Linked DNA regions of Rattus norvegicus: region 1 is linked to region 2. A link is a contact called in public Hi-C data. All regions are on one chromosome and are shown on one strand. The core of a region is the stretch at or near the end of the contact, and the rest is flanking DNA. Distances in the headings are between cores, read along the strand shown. Region 1 overlaps Capzb (capping actin protein of muscle Z-line subunit beta). Region 2 overlaps Capzb (capping actin protein of muscle Z-line subunit beta).

Evidence for each region. A called contact is a pair of places that touch in the nucleus more often than the background predicts.
Region 1: a Hi-C map of liver shows a contact between it and region 2, with 3 times the contacts expected there. The contact joins two enhancer-like sites. A contact is called at or near these places in 5 of 12 Hi-C or Micro-C datasets (the A7r5 cell line, frontal cortex, liver and 1 more).

Annotation. Positions count from the first base shown.
Region 1 is chr5:156,814,185-156,821,324 of GRCr8, reverse strand. Capzb (capping actin protein of muscle Z-line subunit beta) reads right to left here. Exons shown (of 9, transcript NM_001005903.1): 8 at 6,660-6,736; 9 at 2,702-3,514. The coding sequence ends at 3,427. It also overlaps a transcript of Slc66a1 not described here. Among named protein-coding and RNA genes, the nearest start is that of Slc66a1, 18 kb to the left of the region's middle. Within about 2 kb of position 5,419, at least 31 of the 93 cell types and tissues checked have an H3K27ac peak or open chromatin away from gene starts, as enhancers often do. A contact at or near this core is called in liver, where this site is marked.
Region 2 is chr5:156,774,630-156,781,373 of GRCr8, reverse strand. All of the region lies in intron 2 of Capzb (capping actin protein of muscle Z-line subunit beta), which reads right to left. Among named protein-coding and RNA genes, the nearest start is that of Slc66a1, 57 kb to the left of the region's middle. Within about 2 kb of position 1,388, at least 4 of the 93 cell types and tissues checked have an H3K27ac peak or open chromatin away from gene starts, as enhancers often do. A contact at or near this core is called in liver, where this site is marked.

The DNA of each region.
Region 1 (7,140 bases), core at 4,170-6,669, 36 kb before region 2:
CCGGTGGGAGCCTCAGCCTGTGTAGGTCCCCGGTGGGAGCCTCAGCCTGTGTAGATTCCCGGTGGGAGCCTCAGCCTGTGTAGGTCCCCGGTGGGAGCCTCAGCCTGTGTAGATCCCCGGTGGGAGCCTCAGCCTGTGTAGATCCCCGGTGGGAGCCTGTCGAGTGTTTCCTGCAGTTCTCGGCTGTCTTGCCTGCTGCTGCTGTTCCATTGTGTGTCTAATAAACTATCTCTTGCCCTTTTGTCTTGGTGAATTCTTTCAGTCTGCACATCACCAGTCTGTCAGCACCATTCCTTGTATGGTAGGGAAGAGGCACTACCATGTATGTGTGGTTCCAAGGCTATGTGGGGATGGCGCAGTAAAAAGATTGTCCTGGGCATCGAAATCCTGAGCCTACGCTGAGGCTGTGTGTGTGTGTGTGTGTGTGTGTGTGTGTGTGTGTGTGTGTGTATGCGCGCGCGCGCGTGTGCATGCATGTGCATGTGTGTCAGCACAGGGCCTGCTTTGATGTCCTTAGTCACTGGGCTATTGAATGAGGGAATCTTGAGTCAGGAAGTCCAGGGCCTCAGAGATTGGGGCCATTATATGTAAGAATTGAATTCAGCCTGCCTCTGGGTAGAGCTTAGACCAAGCAGACTGGTGACCTAGGACTTCTGCCATGGATTTCTTGTCCAGGCTCCTTCCTGTTCTGTGAACAGACACCAGAGGTACCTAGTGGATAACTAGAGAGCCTGTGGGACATGCTACTAGCTGACAAGAACCCATGAACCCAGATAGTCAATCTTTTTGGGGCAAAAGGGTGTCTTTTTTTAAGATAGGTTTTATTATGTACCTCTGGCTGGCTTGAAACTTGTAACATAAGACCAGGTTGGCCTTATGTTAAACTCACAGCTCCACCTACTTTTTCCTCCCAAGTGAGTGCTGGGAGGGACAGGATCTCACTACAGGGCCTTTATTATGTGTATGTTTTTTGAGACTGGGTTTCTCTGTATAGCCTTAGTGCCTACGTCTGCCCTTGAACTTTTAATTTTAAAACTTTTATTTATGTATACGAGTACACTGTAGCTGTCTTCAGACACAGCAGAAGAGAGCATCAGATCCCATTACAGATGGTTGTGAGCCACCATGTAGTTGCTGGGATTTGAACTCAGGACCTCTGGAAGAGCAGCCAGTGCTCTTAACTGCTGAGCCATGTTTCCAGCTCAACCTTGGACTTTTAAATCGACATGCAAGAATGTCTTCCCTACCTGTATGTCTGGCAACCCCAAGCGTGTAGAGCGCCCAGAGACCAGAATATGGCATTGGATCCCCTGGAACAAGATAGCTCTGAGCCACCCATTGTGTCAGAGCTGGGAGTCAAACTTGGGTCCTTTGAGAGCAGCCAGTGCTTTTAACCACTTAACTGTCTCTCCATCCTTGAGGGCCTTGGGATTTCCCCAGAGCTGTTTGCAGCCTGGGACAGCACTCTATCTTTTCTCCCAGGTCTTCCCTTTTCTTAAGAATGTCCTAGGTGCTCTGCCAGCTGCCATGGCTCTCCCACTGAAGCAGTGACAAGGAACAAAGGCGTGGCCTTGCAGTGCAGAGGGCCATGGCTACAAGCACTCTTTGGTTTGTCTCATGCTGTCCCTTAGCTAGGCATCCCCACTGCATAGAGGGATTATAGAGGCCTGCCCGCCCCACTCACAGCCCACAGAAAGGTTTTTGGGCAAGGCCCAGCTTTTCAATGATCTTTAAAGACTGCTTTATTAAGGTAAACAAAAGCCAAAACTCTAGTTGATTTGTGCCTGTTTGCTGTTCCCCACTCCTCAAAGCAGCTAAATGTACACAGCACTGAGAGTAACAGAGTATGTGTGTGCTCGCCCATGCTCACACTGAAAGTAACAGAGTATGTGTGTGCTCGCCCATGCTCACACTGAGAGTAACAGAGTATGTGTGTGCTCGCCCATGCTCACACTGAGAGTAACAGAGTATGTGTGTGCTCGCCCATGCTCACACTGTTTAGATCTCCCATGCTCACACTGTTCACTCCCCAGCATCTCTTACTTGGTGCCTATTTTTATGATCTCTGTGCGTGCATGTGCGCATGTGCACACACATGCACGCACCAGTCAGTTCTCTCCTCTGTGTGTGTTCCTAGGATTGAACTCAAGCCACTAGTCTTGGTGGCACGTACCCTTGGTGGCAGGCAGCGTTTCCCTGGCTTTTTTTTAGTATTCTGAGACAGTCTCACTATGTACGCCAAGCAGGCCTGGAAGTTCCTATAAAGACTAGGCTGGCCTTGAATTTGGGCCAACCCTCCTGTTACTACCTTCCTGGTTCTGTAGTTACAGTGCATGCCACACACCCTGTTTTCTTTTTCAGTTGAGACAACATGGCTATGTAGTCTGGGCCAGCCTCAAGCTCAGTCCTCCTGCCTCAGCTTCAATGTCTCTATTACAGGTCTGAGTCACGACACCTGGCCTGCTCTTTCTTGGTCTCCCATGGGAGACTTCACACAGTACTTCACATAGGACCAAATAAGAAACCAGGACTGAGTCGGGGACATCACCAACACGGGTGGCAAGCATGCAACCGTCGCAGCCAGGGGGATGACCAGCCTGCCTGGAAGGGATTAGCGGGCGCTGGGCCCTCCTCAGTCCCCAGGGAAGGCCATGCACGTCTGGAGAGAGGCAGGTGAGCAAGAACGCACGGCCAGCACTGATTGTGTCCCAGTTTCTTTTTATTTATTTTTTTTGTTCTTTTTTTCCTTTTTTTTTTTTAAGTATGGAGGCTCAAGTAGAAGATGTAGATTTTTTTTGTCTGTTTAAGCTTTACAAAAAACAAAATAAAACAAAAAACTCCTTTTGCATTCCATAAAAATTTGACAGAAAAGCACCTGGCCAGAGAGCAGCGGTCGCCAGCCCCGCCCCCACCCCCACCGCGGTCTCCTTGGGACAAGGGCACACCTGCTCTGCGCAGGACAGTGCTGAGGACATGTCTCCTTCCTCCATAGCTGTCCCCTGTCCCCCGGCCCCCGGCTCCAAGCAACCCCCAAACACACACGGATCAGAGCTCCAGTTTCCCTTCTTTCACACACCAGTTAGTTCATAAAATTTTTTTGTTTTACATTTTTTACACCAATGTAACAAAAAGACGGAGGGAGGATGTCAGACAGTGCGCCTGTGCCTACAAACGGGCAAGGGAAGGAAGGGGACAGGCGAACAAAGCCACACGGTCTCTATGGAAACGTCGTGGGAAGCAGGCCTTGGAGCCAGAGGGTGGTTATTGGACTTTATTTTGGGGGAGAGATGGCGCTGCGTGGTCGATGCAAACTGTTATGTGACCGTCAGGGAGGGAAAGGAAGAGGGAAAAGGAGCAGAAAACGAGTTTTCTAAAGAAAGGAACCTAACGAGTGCATGGCGTGTCCGGTTAGCGTGAAGCAGGTCTTTAACACTGCTGCTTTCTCTTCAAGGCTTCCACCAGGTCATTCTTAAGGGCTTCCTGCTTTGATTTGTCTGCAAACGTCTGCACAGACCTGCCAGGGGAGGAGAGAGAACATCAACAGGCAGAACAATGACAAGAGGGAGGTGGCCTTTGGCCACTGTGGGGTGCCAGGCTGCAGTCTATCCTGGGGAGTTGGAGGGGGCCCAGGGCCTGCACCTTAGTACCTTGCTGGCCATCATGAACAGAGGTCATCTCTGCCCAAGGGTGTGGGTGACCTGGCCTTTAGATCCCTAGTTCCAAGGATGGTGGTGCAGGCCTGAAGCTGTTGGGAGCTTTCAGAAACCTTGCAGCCTGGGCCTTCTACCTCACAGCTGCTGCCCATGTTTCTGGCAGAGCGGTGAAGGCTCAGACAGTGAGGACCTTTGAATGAATCATCCACCCCACCCCCTCCGTCTGCAGCAGAGGCTGGGCTCCTTACCCAGAAGAAAGTGTAGCAACCCCTCTTTCCTACCAAATGCTTAGGAAGAAGCCTCTGCATGGCTGAGGCACTGGGATCTCTGCTGCAGGTCAGTGCTGCTGGCTGCAAACCCAGCCCATCAGAGCCCCGCAAGCCTGCATTCTCAAAGGCAGTCCTTGGAGAGGGAGAGCACTCTGGACCCTGTTGTAGCATAGTGAGTTGGCAGGGAAGCACCAAAGCCCACGCAGCTAAGGCTTGAAGACAGTTACAATGAGCAAAGTGCTTTGGGCACACATCTCAGTCCTCAGAAGCCCTCTCAGGGTGGATCCTCATCATCAATGCTGATTTCCAGATCAGGCAAGGAAACAGAGCTGGAGAAAGGGCCCCCGATGGTTCTGTTCACAACACATCGGTTAGTTAAGAGCGCACTAAACTATGTGCAGCAACTGTTGAGAGCTCATAAGCGGTGGAAGAGGCAGGCACATGCTCGACAAGCGGCTCAAGTTCACACGGTGAGAGCACTATGGAAAGTTTGTCCTCAAGTGCTGAAATGGGGGCGGGGAAGACAGAATAGGACAGAGAGGCGACTTGTGAAAATGCTCGAGGAGTCTTCAAGACGGTGAGGACAGGACCTGAGCCTGAAGCCACTGATGGCGTGTGAGCTGCTGCCCCTCAAGTATACGCTTGCCTCCTTTGGGTGTTCAGGATCTCAAGCCTGCCAGTGAGGAGCAGTGTGAGGGCTCAGGCAGAACTGAGGTTGGGCAGGGAGAGGGGCACGTGTGGCTGGGCTCCCCACAGGGTATCTCTAGTTTGCTAGGGATGGCAGGAGGAGTGTTCCTTAAAAGGGGTTTCTCCACAGGGAGGCCTGGAGATGCCATCCAGGCTAGAACTGCAGGCTGCTTTAGACCTGAAGTCAGCACATGGACCAGACCACAGTGGCAGGGGAGTCCTCACAGGCCCTTGTCTGGGCTAGGCCTTTGGTGTCCAGCCCTGGGGCCTGTGGGTCCCTCAAGCCTTGTTTTAAAGCCCCCTCCTGAGATGCTGGCTGCATCTGCATTTGTGTTTGTCACAAGCCAAGTCATGGTTGTTGGCCATTGTCAACAAGCAAGATTGTTTTCCTTCCCATCAGCATGGTTGCCAGAGGACAGCTGCAGCTCGTCAGGAGCGGGTGTGGGCACAGAGCGCCTGGCAGTGGCCAGTCTGGAGGCCTGCAGGCCTGGCTTGGGGAGAAGTGCTCAACCACTCTCGGAGACTTAGAGGGAGACCATGCTTTCCAAGTCAGGGGCCCAAGGGCCCTGAGGTGTAGCTTCGGGACTTGTAGGATCCTTGGTAGAGGAGGTGGGAGGACCTGGCTATGCTGTCAGACCTGAGGTGAGTCAGCAGAAGCAGGGCACACAGCCCTTGCCCCTCAGGCCAGTGGAGTTGGGTGCACCTGGCGCCCTCTGCTGGAGAGGCTGTGACAGCGTCACAGGTTGAGCTCCATCAGGAGTGATAGCTTAAACCTGGCCTTTGCCCAGAGTCCAGAGTGCAGAGCACACACACCACACACACATGTTCACACTATGTGGGGCTAAGGCTATGCGTTAATGTGGCTGCCCACCGGCTGTGAGCGGACACAGGTTAGTGGCGGGGTCTCGGCGGGTTGGTGAGTCCTGTTTAGTGGGGAGGCCTCACACCCTTCAGACAGGATACCTGGGTCGGCTCAATTATCAGGCTGGATGTAGACCTGGCGCTGGGTCAGCACTTGAGAAAGTTCCCTCTGCAACTGCTTAAACTTGTGGTTGTCGGGGATAGCGTCAAGAGATCTAGAGAGTGTTCAGAGAGGATGAAGCCGCAGCGAGAGAGCAACAGCAGCGCCAAACGAGAGCCTGGCAGCCGTGGGAAAGGCAGAGGCAGAGAAGGCCACCACGGCACTGAGGCGGCTGCACACCGAAACCAGAGGTCTATGCTGGCAGTGACCCTGGTCTTTAGGGGTTCACACCTGTGTCCACACAGGCTTAGCTGTTCCTCATGCCTCCCTCATTACGGGGAATTGTGGAGGCCAGCCTGGCGGGGGTCCTGGCCCTCAGTGTCAGGCCTGATCAGATACTCAGGACCACTGGGGACCAGGAGGGGCTGCCTTACCTAAGGAAGCCTGCTGGGTGAACTCACAAGTGACACCCTGTCTTTCTGTTGACTGCAAAGGAACCTGGGCCAGGGAATGACATCAGAAGATTGGCTCCACAAACCCACAGCAGAGCTGGGCTGCAAAACCCTTCCCCATCATATCAGCTCTCCTACCCCGTCGGCACCCTGCCTCCCGGATGGGACAAGGCCACCGAGAAAGGAGTGGGAAAAGAGGAAGGAGCTCAGATGGGATCCTGGCCACATGACTCCAAGGCCAGTGCTATCTCGGTCCCTCCTCAGTCACGTCCCCGGTCCCCAGCTGGGTCCTGCCTCCCACTCACACTACAGCGAAGCCCGAGGCCTCAGTGAGTCCTCCCTGCTTCTGTAGAGCCCAGAGCTCTCACACGGACCCCAGGCCAGGATGTTCAGCTCTCTGCAGTGTCTTGAGATCTGTGTGGGGGTCAGTGGCCAACTCCACAGAGAAGGCATCAAAGGTTGCTGTGGTCAATGAGCCCAGCAACCAGAACTGGTAGAGGACACAAAGTGCTGAGCCAACTTCTGAGCCTTTCAAACTGCGAAGCCATCCCTGACCATGTCTTGTGCTGAGGAGCTGAGAGCCCAGGCTCAGATCACTAAGGAGTCCAGGAATCAAGCCCTAGATTTGGCACATTACCTCAGCCCGTTGACGATGTCCTTTGTTTTTCCAAAGTAGATCTCATTCAGCGTGCTTCTGATTTTGTTTTCCATGTCCTGGGAAGGGAGGTGAGTCAGTGGAGCCCGCAACCAGAAGCCAAGGCCCACACCCACCTGTCACCATCCAACCTGCAGTCCTTGCCTTGGCCACAGGGTGGAGCTGTGGGGCCACTCCCTTGTGCTAAGAGCCAGTGCCAGGCTGCCAGAACCCCACCTACAATTTGTGTTTTGGGTCTTTCCTTAGGCATGGAGGAAGCCAACACCTAGGGGCTGATGGCCAATTCTGACCACTGCTGGGAGCAGGTCTAAACCACATCACCAGAGCACTGCCTGGCCACCATCTCTGTGAACAGTTCTGTGAAACCAGAGAACGTATCTCCAGTCCAAACAACACTCCCCACTTCCAAACGGGACGTGGTGACAGGCGAGACTGTAGCAGCCGCAAGTGAAGCTGCTCCAAG
Region 2 (6,744 bases), core at 139-2,638:
ATGCCTCGAATATTAATTACACAGGACAGCTCTTTATTTGTTCAATCTAAAACTCCACCACGTTTCCGATGTCTCCTTCAGCCCCACCCCAGACTCCCATTTCTCCCCAGGAGTCCCATGGACGGATGGCACAAGGACTGTGACTGCTCCTGAGCTGGCTATCCTAACACCACCAGCAGGGCCTATTCTTCCCTGCCTGTGTCCATCTCCCGGGTCAACGCTGTGCCCAGGGAGTCATGAGGGGACCCCCTAGGCAAGCACCATGTCCTGTCGGCTGCAGAGGGCTCTCAATCTAAGCTTGGGTCCCAGGGGAGTAGGCATAGGGTCTTTGCCTGAGCGCATACCAGAGAAAAGAGGCTGCTCAGGTCTGAGAGCCAATCAATCACTCCTGCCCCTGGCTGTGTCACTCTTCAGGGTGTCAGAATCCTGAGTTTGCAGCAATAAATGAGCGGAATGACCAGGTCCAGCCACCCAAGTCTACTTTGTGCATTTGGCTGCTCTCCGCACTGCCACAGGACCTACCCGCCATCATTAGCTTCTGTATAGAACGTCCATCTAACACCAACGGTGCTGGCTAAATCAGGCTGCTGAGGCTTCAAGTTAATTTCCAGTGACTTGGAATAGTAACGCTATACCACTGCTGGGACAGGCCCTGCCTTCACTCTGGACAGAGAGCTCAGAGGGAAGCCACTAGCCAAGCGGCAGGAACTACTATTCTCACCTGGGTTTGGGTTCAGTCCAAGCACAGCAAAGAAAGCTTTAACAAGAGACAGGACAGTGGCACATACCTGTAGTCAAACTAACCCAGGGGCTGAGACAGAAGGATCACATGACTCAATGATTGAGTTCAGGATCCACAGAGGCAACATAGAAAAACCAGACAACAGTGATGATAAACCATTAAAAAGACGACTGTCTTTCACTGTGGGATCCAGTCTATTAACTCCATCACCAAGGACTGTCTGTCACCGTGGGATCCAGTCTATTACCTCCATCACCAAGGACTGTCTGTCACCATGGGATCCAGTCTACTACTCATCACCAGGACTGGTTTTTTTCCTTTAAAACTACACTCACTCACTCACTCACTCACTCACTCACTCACTCACTCTTTGAGGAAGGTGCCCATGCCATAGCGTAGATATAGAGGTCAGAGGTCACTTGTGAGCGTTGGTTCTCTCCTTCCACTACATGGAACCTGGGAATCGAACTCAGGTCCTCAGCTTGGTGGCAATGCTTTTACCCACTGTGCCATCCTGCTGGCCTACAGACCCTTACTTTAAAGAGGCACACAGGGCCTAAGAAACAAGCTGCCCCAAGCCATACAGGCCAGTAGCCAGTGCCTAAGGAAGGGCACAGGGACACAGTTCAGCTGGGTTGAGAGATAAATCACAGCGCTGCTCTTGCCCAAATGGCGGACTTCCCTACTATCTAACCCAACAGCTGATCTCATGAAAGCGACACAAATCAGAAGCTTCCGGCCACAAGCAAGGCTGTGTGCACTGTCATATGGTTCCACTTTGCCTCTTCCTCTTCTCCATTAGTTATTAATGTTGAAAAAAAATTGTTCAACCAGAAAAAGAAACTTGAGATGGACCCTAAAAAAAAAAAAAAAAAAAAAAAAAAAAAAAACCACACACACACACAAAAGCTGGAGTGGCTCAACTCCCAGGATAATCTAATCCCTGGCGCCCTTGCCTTTCAGAAGTGAACCTTTGGACCTTGATTTTTTTAAATAATGGCCAAATGAACACATTCCATCTTTTGATCTGCCTGCTGGCTGAGCGCCCGCCACTGGAAAGATAAGGATCGAAAGCAGACCCTGTCCACTCGGTGCACATGAGTGATGGCGAGCCCGTGACTGGGGAGAGTCTTGGCTCGTCCCACTCCAGACAAATGGGGTGGGTGCCAGAGACCCCAATGGCCAGCAGGGGGCTCTGCTTACAACCTGATTCTTCTGTTTTTCTCAAGGCCCCGAAGTTACGCTCTTAAAAAACAATGAAAGCAACAAGAGTGTTCTTAGAGGTACACATGCCAGCATCGGAACAAAGTACACAATGAGAAATCAAACACAGGTCCAAACCCTGCTCTGCCATCGCCAGCCTCCTAACCAGGAACTGGGGGTTACAGCACCCTTCGAGAAGCTCTTTCCATATACTAAGTACCAAGTGCCTGCTGTAGGCACAGGGTGAGGTGGCGAAGTTGCCACCACCACAGACAAACATATACTGCAGTTCTCTGACAGCATGGTCCAGCCAGGGAACAGGCGAGAAATGGGAAGATGCATATCAACAGGACACCCATCTTAGGACTGCCAGGGCAGGAAAGAAACCTGAGGACACTAGGTGAGGCTAGGGGTCAAGGGACAACACAAGAATGACAGGAAAAGGGGTTGGGGATTTAGCTCAGTGGTAGAGCACTTGCCTAGCAAGCACAAGGCCCTGGGTTCGGTCCTCAGCTCTGAAAAAAAAAAAAAAAAAAAAAAGGAAAAAAAAAAAAAGAATGACAGGAATGGGGTTGGAGAGATGGCTCAGCGGTTAAGAGCACCCGACTACTCTTCCAGAGGTCCTGAGTTCAATTCCCAGCAACCACATGGTGGCTTACAACCATCTGTAAAGAGATCCGATGCCCTCTTCTGGTGTGTCTGAAGATAACTACAGTGTACTTATATATAATAAATGAATAAATCTTAAAAAAAAAAAAAAGAATGACAGGAATGATAAGGAAAACAGGAGGGGGGTCTGCACACAGCTCTGCAGCAAGAAACCACCAAGGCAAGTGTGAGAATGGCCCCTGCAAGTCACCACAGCAAGTCACAGAAGGCCAAGGCAAGCTGTCCCAACCCTGTCAGGCTGGGAGGACAGGGAAGGAGACTGAGTAGCAGTGCTTATTTGCACCCACTACCCACCAAGCAGGACCCCAGCACACATAACAGGGTGTGGCCCCAGATCCTCTATTCTTCAGGCCCCACCTCTGTTCTTCACTGAAAGACACTATAAACCTCATTTGAATACCCTGCCCTGTAGGGTCATTATTAATACCATTATGTGTACATGTGAAACATAAGAAATCCCTTCCCAACTTCAAAATGCTAAGTGAGTCACCAACCTGCCTTTGAGACAGCTGGAAAGGTAGCCTTGCCCCTGGATGGCTCCCATAGTGGGCTAGTGCTCTGGTGACTAAGGGCCCAGAGCAAATGGGGATGAGATGCCCAGCACAGACAAAGCATTGGACAAGCCATGGGGATGCGGCTCTTTACAACATAAATGAATAGATCGGGACCGGCTTATGGTCTCCAAAGCTGCTGAGTTATACTCATGGTGCAGCACGGGGTTTCAGGCTCAGGGAGCGGGAGTGTGGCCCCACACCCTTTTCTCTATCTTAGGGTTCCACCAACACAGGCAGTCGGTAAGCTCTGGCTCAGTTTTAGACCTTGAACATTTCATGGTCATGGCTTAGATAATTTTCTTATCTCTGTGTCACCCAGGACAGGATTCTCAGAGTTTGACCAAAGCTCACAGCACTCTGTGGAGGCCCTGCCCCCCACCACATACAAATTACATATACCCTGTGGGCCAGGAGGGAGCATCGTGGTCATACCAGCTTCTCCCAGCTCCATGCTCAACTGGGACCCATTCATCAATGCCAGTGCCAAGCAGCTAAGCAGCTAAGACCAAGTCACCACAAAACAGCCAGGGTGTCACGTAGCCCAGGTCAGCCTCGGATTTCCTATGTAGCCAAGGATGACCCTGACCACGTGAGCCTCTTGCTTCTTTGTCCTGAATTCTGAGATTATGGGCATGCACCACAACACCCAATTTATGCAGTGCTGGAGGTTGAACCCAAGATTTTATGCATACTAACTAGGTAAGTCCTCCACTAACTAAGCCACATTCCCCACACACTGCCTTTCCTTTGACACACACTCACTGTACAGCCTTGGCTGTCCTAGAACTCACTCTGTAGACCAGGCTGCCTCCAGGTGCTATTAAAAACATGTGCCACTCCTGGCAAATACTTTTTAACATGCATGGGTGTTGTGTTTGTGCATCATGTATGTACAGTGCCTGCAGAGGCCAGAGGAGGGCGTCAGACTCCTTGGAACAGGAGTTAAAGGCAGTTGTGAACTACCACGTGAGTACTGAGACTTGAACCCAGGTCCTCTGAAAGAAAGAGCAACTAGTGCTCGTAACAACTGGGCCATCTCTTCAGCTTCACATGGATTTTAAAGGGAAGCAGGGAGATGGTAAAGCCCTGGCTCCTTCAGGCATCCCAATTCCAAATTCCTCCTACAACTAACTGCCTCCCGCTGCCCAGCCCACATTCCTGGCCTAGTTCAAACATTCCGGGGAAGGAGACTGAGCATGTTATACTCTTACCAAATGCTTTTACCTGTCTCCCAAATCAAGCCTGTTTATGAGACAATCTAGGCACTCCTTGCCCAGGACGGAGTCTGCCAGCCCTGGAGAAGAAAGACTTTCTGCCTCTGGTCTTTGGAAGACGCCTAGCTCTCTCCAATTCACTTTTATGCTCTTGTTTTTAAACTTATCAATCAAAATGTAGAATCTAAGTTAAGGGGACAGCATCAGACCCTCCTGGTCACAGGCTCTTGAGCTACACATTCAGCAGCATAAAATCCAACGGTAGGGCAGGAAAGTGACCCCAAGCAAAAAGGGACTTGGGAGACTTGCTGAGCGACAAGCATTTTGGAGCGATGGAATCTGAAACACTAACACAGAAGGGGAAGAGAGCCCTGTGCACAGTTAAGAGCCCTTTAACTGGGGAAGATTTGCAAGGCCTGTGGTGCTCTGGGGAGTCTCTGGGATGGAGAGAGTATAGGAACCAATGGGAGCCTAACTTTCTCTTAGATATACGCCTGAGAATGACGCATGCCTCCTCTTCAGCAGCCTCAGGCCATCCCTTAAAGGCCACAGAGGACCACCTGGCTGAGAAGCCAGGAAGTGCTCTTCACCCATAGGCACCTTGACGTCTGAGAAGGAACGCTGTCCTGCTGTTTTAAAGAGAAAGTGGGTCTAGGGAAGACCAGGAGCTGGGATTCTCGACAGGCACATCCCTGTCACAGGCAGATGACAGAAAAGTGCCATGTGCAAGGTTGCTGCTCCTGACCTAGCAGGACCTCCTCAGGCCAGCAGGCCCCACGCTGTAGGCTCTCAAGGCAATGTTTTTCCATGCTGTGACTAACTGCAGATCTTCATCTGAGAACTGAGCATGTGCCTGCTGCCTGCTACTGCCTGGCACGGGACTGTGGACTCAACACTAGGCTCAGTGCCTAGGTTTAAGGCATAGTCGTGCATCTGCTCCCATGAAGTCTCTGCCCAGCTTGCTCCCTCCCTCTGCTACCCATCTTCAATGTCTCCACCTGCTTCAGCTTTCTTTGACCTCACCCATCAAGGTGGACTGAAGCCTGCCACTCAGAGGCATCCAGTGTGCAGTGCTCTAGACGTCTATTCTAGAACTCTGTCCTCTAGCTGCAGTCTCCTCGCAATCAGAACAGTTGTGGTTACCCACAGGAGATGCTCCTCGCAATCAGGCCTGTTAACATTCCCTTGTAGAAGTGGATGAAGGACATCAGACCCTGAGAATCCAAGCCATTTCTTCACCCATGTCCCTCAGTTGCATGCAACCCCTGACCTCAGCATGTGCAGTAAGCAACCCCCAAAGGCGGCAGCATGAGCATGCGCTGTGGTTGGAGCTTAAGTACGGAGAAGGGGCTCAACAGAGACAGACAAAGAATAGAGCCAGCATAAGAATGTAACCCAGGGGGCTGGAGAGATGGCTCAGTGGTTAAGAACACCCGACTGTTCTTCCAGAGGTCATGAGTTCAATTCCCAGCAACCACATGGTGGCTCACAACCATCTGTAAAGAGATCTGATGCCCTCTTCTGGTGTATCTGAAGACAGCTACAGTGTACTTATATATAATAAATGAATAAATCTTTAAAAAAAAAAAAAAAAAAAAAAGAATGTAACCCAGGATACCATGTCAGAGCATCCAAACAGACAAGTCACGGTCAGGAGGGGGTGGACTAAGGCAAACCCAGGTGCTCATAAGCCCAGGGGTGTTCTCTGTAATCCAGACAGGCACAGGGTCAAAGGTGAATCTCCAAAGACTCAAGTATCTTAGGGAGAAGTGTGACCATAAATATCCTTGCACTGGCTGGGCAGTGTTCCCTGAGTAAAGCAGGGCGGGAGAAGCAAGTCTCCATGGCCCCCAGCAGTCTGCACCAAGTCCAGAGAGCCTCCAGCATGCTGGTCTCTCCTGGACTCATCCTCAGGCTTCTTTCTGTCACATGCCCTGCAGTCTCAGGGAGTACTAGAGGTGACTCTTGTCACCAAGGGCAGCATGGCCCACCCTGGGCTGGAGCAAGAAAGGTCATTAGAGGGTATAGCTAAGAACAACTTACCCACTGACAAGCCAGTGGGCAAAGAGCTGGCCACTTCTGACCAGGGGCCCACAGTTCTTCCCAAGCAGGCTGAACAAGGAAGGGAAAGGCATCTGGCTGACTGCTCCCCCAGCCCTATTCTATCTCCATTCTCATGCCACAGAATCTCAGGAAACAAGCTCATTATACCAGTCAAAGCCATCTGCAACTGGCAACGCATGTTCGCAGTGTCCCCTGAGAGCAAGGGGCATTTCAAAGTCTTCCCTGAACAGCTGAGGAAACGGATCCTGGGTGTGAGACGGCCTTGGACTCACCTGGACATTTGGGGGACACTAAGACC